2 separate regions of the Hordeum vulgare genome follow, and region 1 is linked to region 2. A link is a contact called in public Hi-C data. All regions are on one chromosome and are shown on one strand. The core of a region is the stretch at or near the end of the contact, and the rest is flanking DNA. Distances in the headings are between cores, read along the strand shown.

Region 1 (4,952 bases), core at 948-3,447, 820 kb after region 2:
AGTTTTTTCCATAAGCCATCTATCTCATTCAATGTGGGTTCTGAATTAGCTATGACATATCCAATTAAAAGCCTCAACTGATTTATGAAGCGATTTATTTTTTAAGTTGGAAAGAGACAGCTTATTTTTTAAGCCGCATAAAAAAACTGGGCCAATTTTTGCATTGATGCATGTAGTATGATCAATACCAGGATAGAAAGTACAGCTTCATTAGAACCAATTCATTCAAAATATTCATTCAATGGCTCATAGATAAACTGGACACTCACAACTAGCACAAAATTTAAGCTAAAAGTTGACACTTGCAAATATTTTAACGCAATGCATGAAATGATATGTGTCATTTGCCGTAATACAACATACATTGTGTCTGTATTTAAGATGTGATCAAATATTTTAACATGTTGCACATCTTTTATTGCTAGTATACTGAAACCAGTGGCATATACTTATCATGTTTTTGGCTCAATAATGTTAGTATGTACTATCATTTATTCGCTTTGATGTGGTCAATTAAAAAGATACAGTGAAATACATATGTGGATGGTATTTTTGTGCAGGACTCCAACCCTAACCATCAAATCTCATGTAAATGCTAAATGCATATGTATATGTGCTAGACAGGATTTTCTTTTTTCGGATACAAACAGCCCGTGACTGTTCTCCACTTCAACTCACTGCCCCATATACATTTCTAAAAACGCATTTCCATGTGAAAATAAATGCCATCCTGCCCATACATATACATTAACTTAAGCAGGGAAAAATAATAATCGAGGTGGTTAACTTAATTAATCGGTCAGATTTTTTTGCCTAATCATTAAAAGGGGCCACATGGCCATTTATTACCTGGAAAGGGAGGGATTAACCCACAACATGCCAATGCATGGCCATTTTTATACTCCTCCGCCTTCTCCGCGCACAGGCGTATTCTCCAGCCGAAACGCATGACGCGTGGGTCAAGCAAAGTTACGGGCCCGCAGCTCAGTGGCGTCTGCGCGCGGTGCACCGCGTCGGTGTTGCCTGGGCGGGTGGTGATGGGGGGGTCCGCGTTAATCGCCGGGGCACGTTCTGCGCCTCTTTCGCTCTCCGCGCGGGCCCACGGCACAGCTGTTATAATGTGGTCTTGTCTGCTCCTTCTCTCACTCCTCGTCCTAGTACCTTTTCTTTTCTTTTCTCTCTCTCCCCCGTTTCTCCTAACTAATTTTGTTCTCTCATGCATACAGCTTTTTCTTTGGCTTTTGAGGCCAAATTTATGTTTTTTTGTCAATACCAAATTTACGTTTCTTTTGTAAAAAATACCACTGCAGAAAAGAGAAGAAAAACTCACTGTAATGAATTGTTTCACTGCAACAGTCGCTTCTAACCCTCAAAATTAGGTGCATCGAAAAGTTGTGATAACAGAGGCTGTACTAGCTAGGAGGAATACGAGTGTAAAGTTACTGGTAGCTAAGAAAGGTTAATCCGATGGATAATACTGTATATGACTAAGATATATTGTATGGGAGAAATGACTAAGATGACCACAGAATCCAACATATTCCTCCATGGGGATTGAGGTAGGGGGAGTTTTGTAGATGGGTATTTGTGCTCCCCTCCCTTTCATCACAAGCCTCTCTCTCTCCTCTCCTCTCATCTCCTCTCCATGCCGCTCACATGTTTCTCTCTCTACCATACCATTGCCCGGCACTCCTCTCCCTCTCCTCCGTCCTTTGGGTTTTTAACTAGCTGTAGGGGCATTAGTCAGGGAGGGAGGTAAAGCCACCCTGACAGCGCAGCATCCCGTTTGTTTTATCTCCCGCATCATCCCCCTCATCATCGTCTGCACACAACAAACAGCCATCTCTCCTTGCACTCAACATTTCACTCCTCAACACCCCTCTCTCTCTCTCTCTCTCTCTCTCTCTCTCTCTCTTTCCTTCACAGCTATCATATTCTCGTCCCCTCTCTCTCCTCCATCCACCCTATTATTTATTGCAGGCTTACTGAAGGTATCTTATTTCTTTTTTCCTCTCCGTCTTCTTTCTTCCTCCTCCCCTCCCCTCTCCCTTGCAGGGCTAGTATTTTTCTTGTGCCAGGCTTCCTGTACTAGCGCTCCTCTATTCCTCTTCTTCATCTTCATCCCTCACCTGCCTACCACCTCATCTCTGTTCCTTTCCCTTTTTCCCCACTCCTTCTCTCTCTCTCTCTCTCTCTCTCTCTCTCTGTGCTCTTTCTGCTTGTCCTGGCCTCCCATCTTTTTCACCTCTCTCTCTCTCTCTCTCTCTCTCTCTCTCTCTCTCTCTCTCATGTACTGATCATTCAGTCGCCTCCATTCCCTATGCGCCTGTGGTAAAGCTCGGTCGGCGACGTGCACCCAGTGTGTACTAGCATGCAGCAGCAGCAGCAGCAGGGTGGAGGCCCGGGCCAGCAGTTCGGCTTGCATCCCCCAGAGATGCCGCCATTCTCGCCGTCTAGGAGCACCGGCCAGCAGCGGATCTCCATGGCCGAGGCGCCCTCGCCCATCAGCAGCCGCCCGCCGGCGCCAGGGCCGCCGCAGCAGCAGCAACAGCTCAACAACGAGCTAGCAGGTGCCGGCGCTGTGGGCTTCGACGAAGAGGCACTCGCCGCGGCAGCGGCCGGCGAGGAAGGCTTGGGCGGCGGCGCTGGAGGAAACCGGTGGCCGCGGCAGGAGACCCTGGCGCTGCTCAAGATCCGGTCGGACATGGACGCCGCGTTCCGGGACGCCACCTTCAAGGGCCCACTCTGGGAAGAGGTCTCCAGGTAAATTACAGCCCACTAATTGACCTCTGCCAGGCAATTGCGCGCGCCGTCGCCGGCGTCGCCGTCCGTCGAGGCCGGAAATTGCCGTCGGCGTAATGCCGCATGAAATCTCGGCGCCGGCGTGGTGTGATTCCCGTCAGCCGCGGCTGTTCAATTACCCGCTAAAAAACACTTCTTTTTTACACTTTTGCCTTAACTATCCTTCACGAGCACAGTGACTTTTTTCCATTTTAAAATCATATCGCTCTCCTTCCCCACCTTTCCCTGATTTTTTTTGTCCAACCATCCCTTCGACATGAGAGGTACTACTCCGGTAAGCTTCAGATCCGGGGGGCATCTATCCCGGAGACGCTGTCTTTTACTCTGGCCCTCTGAATTTCTGCACACAAAAGTTGGATTTTTATTCCCGATTTAATTTACTTTGCATTCTTCTTGGGATTTGCCATTCTTGCTAGTGCTGCATGTATGCATATGCCTTTCTAGTATATCTTTTGCATTTGGGTGCCCAAATCGAGTAAAATTCTACTAGTACATGCATGCAGCTTTTGTGTGAGGGTTACGGTTTACTTGCATGATGTGTGAGTTCGTATGTGTGCAATTGTGGTTGTAGAGTAGAGCTCCATTGACGAGGTTTTTTTCGCTTTGTGCCGCTGATGCTCATGATGATTGGTGTTGGTGGTGGTTGGCAGGAAGCTGGCCGAGGAGGGGTACAGGCGGAACGCCAAGAAGTGCAAGGAGAAGTTCGAGAACGTTCACAAGTACTACAAGCGCACCAAGGACAGCCGCGCCGGCCGCAACGACGGCAAAGCTTACCGCTTCTTCCGACAGCTCGAGGCGCTGCACGGCACGCCCGGAGCGACGCCGGCTCCGATGGCGTCGGCCCCGCCGCCGGCCACAGCCGTTGGAGTACCTGGGGTGGTGGGCCCCACAGCCGTACGGCCCCTCGCCGAGCCCCCGCCTCTTGGTGCCTCGGCCGCCGCTACGGCAGGCCTGCCGACGCCGGTGGTAGTGGGCAACATGAGCTTCTCAACGTCCAACACGGAGGAGTACTCGGACGAGGACGACTCTTCCGACGACGAGGGCACGGACGACATGGGTGGCGGCGCCGACGAGCGAGGGAAGAGGAAGAGGACGTCGGAGGGTGGCGCCGCGGCCGCTACTGGCGGCGAGGCCGGGAGCGGGAAGATGATGAGGTTCTTCGAGGGGCTGATGAAGCAGGTGATGGAGCGTCAGGAGGCGATGCAGCAGCGATTCCTGGAGGCCATCGAGAAGCGGGAGCAGGACCGCATGATCCGCGAGGAGGCGTGGCGGAGGCAGGAGATGGCGCGCCTCGCGCGCGAGCAGGAGATCCTCGCGCAGGAGCGCGCCATGGCTGCTACCCGCGACGCCGCCGTTCTCTCCTTCATACAGAAGATCACCGGGCAGACTATCCCCATGCCCTCCATCGCCGCGCAGGCCATCACATTCATGCCACCGCCACCACCATCGCAGCCTCACGCCTCACCCATAGCATACTCCGCCGCGCCAGTTCCTCCACCGCCGTCGTCTTCGCAGCCACCTGCCACGCACTCGCAGCCTCAACCCTCGCCACGGCAGCATAAGCCGCCAACAATGCCGCCCGTGACTCCGCAGCCGCACAAGTCGCCGGCTCCAGCGACGCCACAGCTACAGCAGCAAGCGCCGGCCGTGAATTCAAGCTGCATGGACATCGTCGTGACGCCATCCGAAGCGCCGCACGATTCGTCGGGGTACGACGGGTCCGGTGGCGGCAGCGGACCGGCATCGTCGCGGTGGCCCAAGACGGAGGTGCACGCGCTGATCCAACTCCGGAGCAACCTGGACATGAGGTACCAAGAGGCCGGGCCGAAGGGACCGCTCTGGGAAGAGATCTCCGCCGGCATGCGTCGGATGGGCTACAACCGGAGCTCCAAGCGGTGCAAGGAGAAGTGGGAGAACATCAACAAGTACTTCAAGAAGGTGAAGGAGAGCAACAAGAAGCGGCCCGAGGACTCCAAGACGTGCCCCTACTTCCACCAGCTCGAGGCGCTCTACCGCAACAAGGCGGCGCTCAGCTCCCCATCCGGCGCCGGCAGCCCACTGTCTTTGCCGCCGCCAGCAGAGCACGCCAATGCAGCTCCCCAGGACCGCATCGAGGCGTTCACCGTCGCGGCGCCGATCTCGCAGACGTC
Region 2 (4,942 bases), core at 1,292-3,791:
GAAATGGTGTACGCTCCTCAACTCTAGGAGTTGAGAGATGCAATATGCATTATACTTTTCTGCTGTTTCCTTCATGAGAAGCAGAACTTGGCAGCAGCGCTAGTACCTTATAACAGCTCACGGAAAGTAACTACAAATACTACTCACCAGTGGACCTACCCAATTAGGTCTCAGGGCGTAGAAATCGCCTGCAGATAAGCTGCTTTTTAAGACAAAGTGATCTACACTTCTGCCATTGTAAGAATTCTTCAAGCTTTGTCAGCTCCGGTTAATCAATATGGGAAATTTGTGGGGCAGGAAAGCAACACTACCTTGTGGTGCCATGGCAAGAGCTAATTGTTTGCACTGTTCCTCACGAATTTTCTCAAGAAATCAAGCATCAAAATTACCCTTGCATGCACATTTCTTTTACCAGAGAAAATTGACAGCCTTCAAATGTTCTAGCAACAGTGCACAGATTAAATGGCTTGCGAAGGATTTGTACAGTATAAAGAACTGATTGCTGCCACGTCGGAACTCTGTTTATTTATCTACCAAGTGATGTACCGATTTAACTCACAGCAGGCGCGGTGAGCAATGTTCAAATCATTCAGAAAACGAAGTGATGTACAGATTTCCCATATGGAAATCTAATTCCCACATAGTAAAAAGATGGTTTACAGGGAGAAATGGTGTCAGGACTTCCCAAATTGATAGATGCATATCCAATATATTACCAAAAAATACCATACATGAATACGCAGAAAAGTGAAAACATATTGTCGGTTCGTATTACTAAATTTGCTAAGAACAAGAAAGAAGAAGAAAAAAGAACATGGAAATATAGGTTTTCAACGTTTTTTGGAAAAAGTTCAAAAAAACACATGCTGCGGTTTCCAAAAAATATAAAATAGAAAAAACCTAACAAACAGCTTTGTATTATGTTTTGTGTGTCGAAGGTTCTTTTTATCTTGGTATGGAAGGTTCCCAAAATTGTGGAAGCAACAAGGGAACACACAGAATGACCTCATTCCCAAGTAGGACTTTGTGACAGCAGCTGCCAGGAATGCAAGGCAGCGAAGCAAAAATTTCCCAGATTTCACCCGCGATAGTTTAGACAATTGAAAACCTTACCAATGAGGAATAACTTCACCTGCACTGGGATTTACCATATATACTTACCCTTTTAATAGGCCCATAAGCTTCAAAGTCCCTTTTAACCTTCTGCTCGGATGTCTCGTAGCCCTGCAACAGTTTGACAAATTCAGTGAGCATTAAGTTACAAAAGAAATACTGATTGCGATGTTTTCGCATGAATTAAGAAAATCTGAATGATTGGGTGAAAATACTCACAAGTCGTGCAACAAAGAGTGTTTTGTATGGATCTCCAGTGACATTGGGGTCATTTTGTGGGTCATCTACATAAAATAGTTAAAAATAACGATGTTAATAATACATATATAGAACACAAAAAGGGAAGTGTGGCTTCCAAAACAACTTACACTTCTGGAGCTCTTCAGCAACCTTAGCTGCACCTTCCTCAAGCTTAAGTTGGCGGATTCTATCCTTTTTTTCAGCCTATATACATGAAATTTAATACTAAAATCAGAGACCTGATAACCTTAAAGCATGAGTAAGGAACATCTGAACCTATATCTGCTGATTCAAAGTAAATTCAATCACAAATGTTCATGCTGTTTAGAAAGCCTTATTATCAAAATTCACATAACAGCATTCGAACTTATTACTGGGTGCTTACCACCGTTCTTTATTAATGTTTATTTGACTATTTCAGTTGCACTAAAATATCCAAGTACATAAAACCTAAACACAGTCACAATTAGCAAAATCCTACTAGCATAATCGCATACTATGAGGTACCATATGATTATGAGCACGGACAAGGATACCAGGTGCCACTACAGAATGCCTGCACGTATAGGTATGTGTATATATATGTATATAAATGGGCGCGCCCGCTAATTCGGCAGAAACTGCAGCAACGAGACCAAAAACATACCCTAGTCTCGCACGTGGGGACAGGCGGAGCATACTCCGGGTCACCAGGCTCCGCGAACCGCGATACAAACTGCGACATCCCTGCAAACCGACCAAAAACAGTCCATCAGCGAGGACGCTCGCATCAATTGCAAACAGAGCTGCACGATGGGGATTACCAGTGTAAGCTGGCAACTTGCGCTTCTCGAGCGGCGGCTTGTGCTCGAGCGGAGGCCGTGGCTCGAACAGCTTCAGCAGGTTCGTCGTCAGCCCCGTCGGATGGCTCTGCCCGATCTGCAACCAAACCACAGAATCAAATCTCGGATAGGAGGACGCATCGAACGGGGAAGACCGGAGGCTAGGGTTAGGTCTAGAAGGGGGAGCGGCGAATGCTTACGAGCTTGAGCTGGAGGAGGTTGGCGCGGCTCTGCGCCTTCACACGGGTCTGCACGCCCGCATCCTGGTTCCGCATCATCGCGTTGCCGTAGTCGCCCATGGCGGCGGCTTCGGGTGATTCGCGAGCTCGGGGGCGGGGGGTCGTTAGAGGGATTGTGGGGAGGGAGGGTTTGCTCAGTTTTTAACGGAGGCTCTGGGCGTGGGCCGATACCGTCACTGATTCGATGGACCCGTAGTCCGTGAGTGACCCTACAGCTTCTACTCCTCCATCCCACTGTATACACCATCTACGTCCGCACCCCTCAAACATCCGGAAGGCCATCCGGTCACTGACCGATAACGGCCTTGGAGGTCGATCGAACACCTAAGTGGAGCCTTATGTATCGTGTTATGTAACACCACCTAACCCTCCCATCGAGGAAGAGCCTCAAGCGTCCACCCCGGGCGTCAGTCCTCCTCAGGAGTAAGGAGCACTCTGGGGGGTCCCCCTTGAGCCCGACCCTAGGGCTCCCACTAGCAGAGCACTGGGCCCAAGAGGCGCGGGCAGGAGGCACCCCCAAGGCGCGGGCATGACGCCAGCCGCGGCCCCCGCGGAGAAACTGCGAAGGACCGGGGCCCCGGCCTCAGGAGGACGAGTCAGAGAAAGCAACGAGACACAAGTGGCGCGGGACACCCGCGGCGACTACGGTGCTGGTGTGGGCGCCGACGGGGGTGTCTGCTGGCCGCATGAACTTCATGTGTTCAAGGGCACACCTCTTCCCATCATATCATTTACGCATGCTTCCATTACTTGTGTTGCATCCATTCGGCGATCTGACATCTTACCTTGCTTGCATATTTGGGCAGTCTACCCCCCCCCCCCGCTTGGGGGCTCCGGTTGGTGCGCGTCGCCCCGTCGCGGGACCTGGGGAGGCCCCGCGGCTTCCCAAGGCCACAATCAACGGGATGAAATGGGGGCCGCTTGAGCGTCAAAAGGGGGCTCCTGAGCATGGAGCCTCAGGGGCCTTACCGGTCATAAGGTCACCTGACACCCTTGATGCCATCCACGGACATTCAGTCATTATCAGGGATGGCAGGGATTGACCCCGTAGTTGCGTCCGTCCATTCGGTCGCAAGCAACGGCGGTTGGGAAATGTGTGGGACCAGGTCTTGGTGACGCAGAGCCGCTCGAACGTCAAATGGGGCTCCCGAGCATCGGGCCTCACGAGCCTTACCGGTCATAATACCACCTACCACCCTTGATGCCATCCACGGACATTCGGTGGTTATCAGGGGTGTCAGGGCTTGACCCCGTAGCTGCGTCGGTCGTATGCAACGTCGGTCGGGAAATGGGCGGGACTGGGACCTGCCGACGTAGAGCAGTAGAAAATCCCTCAACCAGTCTCAGGAGAAGGAGCGGGCAGGGCCTCGAAGGGCCCCATCTACAAAAGGGAACAGGGGCAAACCACCCCCAAGGAGGAAACATCGTGAGGTCGGAGCACCCTCGTGTTCGCCCTATAGTCCCCGCGGGACCTGCATCAACCCGTGGCACCTCTGCATTGTCCTTCAATCCTTCCGAAACCTACTTCATCCCATGAAACTCTCACGTAATAACGAGTTGTGACAGTATACACCCAGGGCCCCCGAGGACGCGGAGGGGTCCCTCCCACGCTGAGTGGATGACCTATGCTCCACGCTGGGTGAAGACTAAAAAGGAATCACGCGCCTATGCCTCGGGGGTAGGGACACTCGCGAGGCCAAAGCATCCTCGCGACCTCCCAGATACACCCCCACCGTGACACTCTCACGTAATAACGAGTTGTGGCTGTATACGCCCCCCCCCAGGACGCGGAGGGGTCCCTCCCACGCCTAGTGGCAGCCCTACTCTCCGCACTGGGGAGAAGACGGAGGCAATCAATCCAATCCGCCAATGACTATGCCCGCGGCTGGCAAGGAAATCAACACAATCCACCAATGACTATACCCGTAGAGATTAGCCTAGGTGTAGGACGCGGCGTTTGCTTGCTTCTTCCTGGAGCTTGAATTATCTTCCGCTGGACATAAATTTGTCGATTTCGAAAGTTGATGTTTGAAAAACAAAAGGGGGGATTTTCTCTTGCGCTTTCTTGTTTCGCCGGCTTTTCTAGATGACATTTCCTGAGGAGTTGAACGCCCCGCACCGCCTCTAGGCGCCAAGGAGCGTGAAAGTAAGGACTTGTCGTCCCAGGGGCAAACTTTTTCAGCGGTCGACCCGTGCTCGGGGGCTCGGATCGAAGCACGATACCACCACAAAGAGTCTCGGGAGGCCTCAGGGCGCCCTGCGGCGATGACCAAAGGGACGGGATGAGGAATCGCTCGAGCGCCAAAGGGGGATCTCCATCGAGCCTCGGGAGAGTTACCGGTCATAAGGTCACTCGCCACCCTGGTGTCGTCCTGGAGCTCTGATCGGTGTCAGGGGCGGCGGGGCCCCGCCCCATGAAGTGCGTCGAACCTAACGACGGTGGGGAAATGTGCGGGACCGGGGCCTGTCAATGTAGAGCGGCTTGAGTGTCAAGGGGGGCTCCTGAACAACATGCCTCAGGGACCTTAC

Evidence for each region. Hi-C and Micro-C count contacts between places; a contact is called where the count stands out from the background.
Region 1: a Hi-C map of seedling shows a contact between it and region 2, with 4 times the contacts expected there. The contact joins the promoter of LOC123434039 here to the promoter of LOC123434007 in region 2. A contact is called at or near these places in 2 of 6 Hi-C or Micro-C datasets (leaf and seedling).

The regions. Positions count from the first base shown.
Region 1 is chr1H:327,911,601-327,916,552 of MorexV3_pseudomolecules_assembly, forward strand. It overlaps LOC123434039 (trihelix transcription factor GTL1-like), which reads left to right and starts at 2,198. Exons shown (of 3, transcript XM_045115489.1): 1 at 2,198-2,763; 2 at 3,453-4,952. The coding sequence starts at 2,372. LOC123434055 (a long non-coding RNA gene) reads right to left here and starts at 2,286. Exons shown (of 2, transcript XR_006625353.1): 1 at 2,246-2,286; 2 at 2,000-2,204.
Region 2 is chr1H:327,094,471-327,099,412 of MorexV3_pseudomolecules_assembly, forward strand. It overlaps LOC123434007 (U1 small nuclear ribonucleoprotein 70 kDa-like), which reads right to left and starts at 2,542. Exons shown (of 10, transcript XM_045115488.1): 1 at 2,375-2,542; 2 at 2,157-2,271; 3 at 2,000-2,079; 4 at 1,482-1,557; 5 at 1,333-1,397; 6 at 1,162-1,224. The coding sequence starts at 2,473.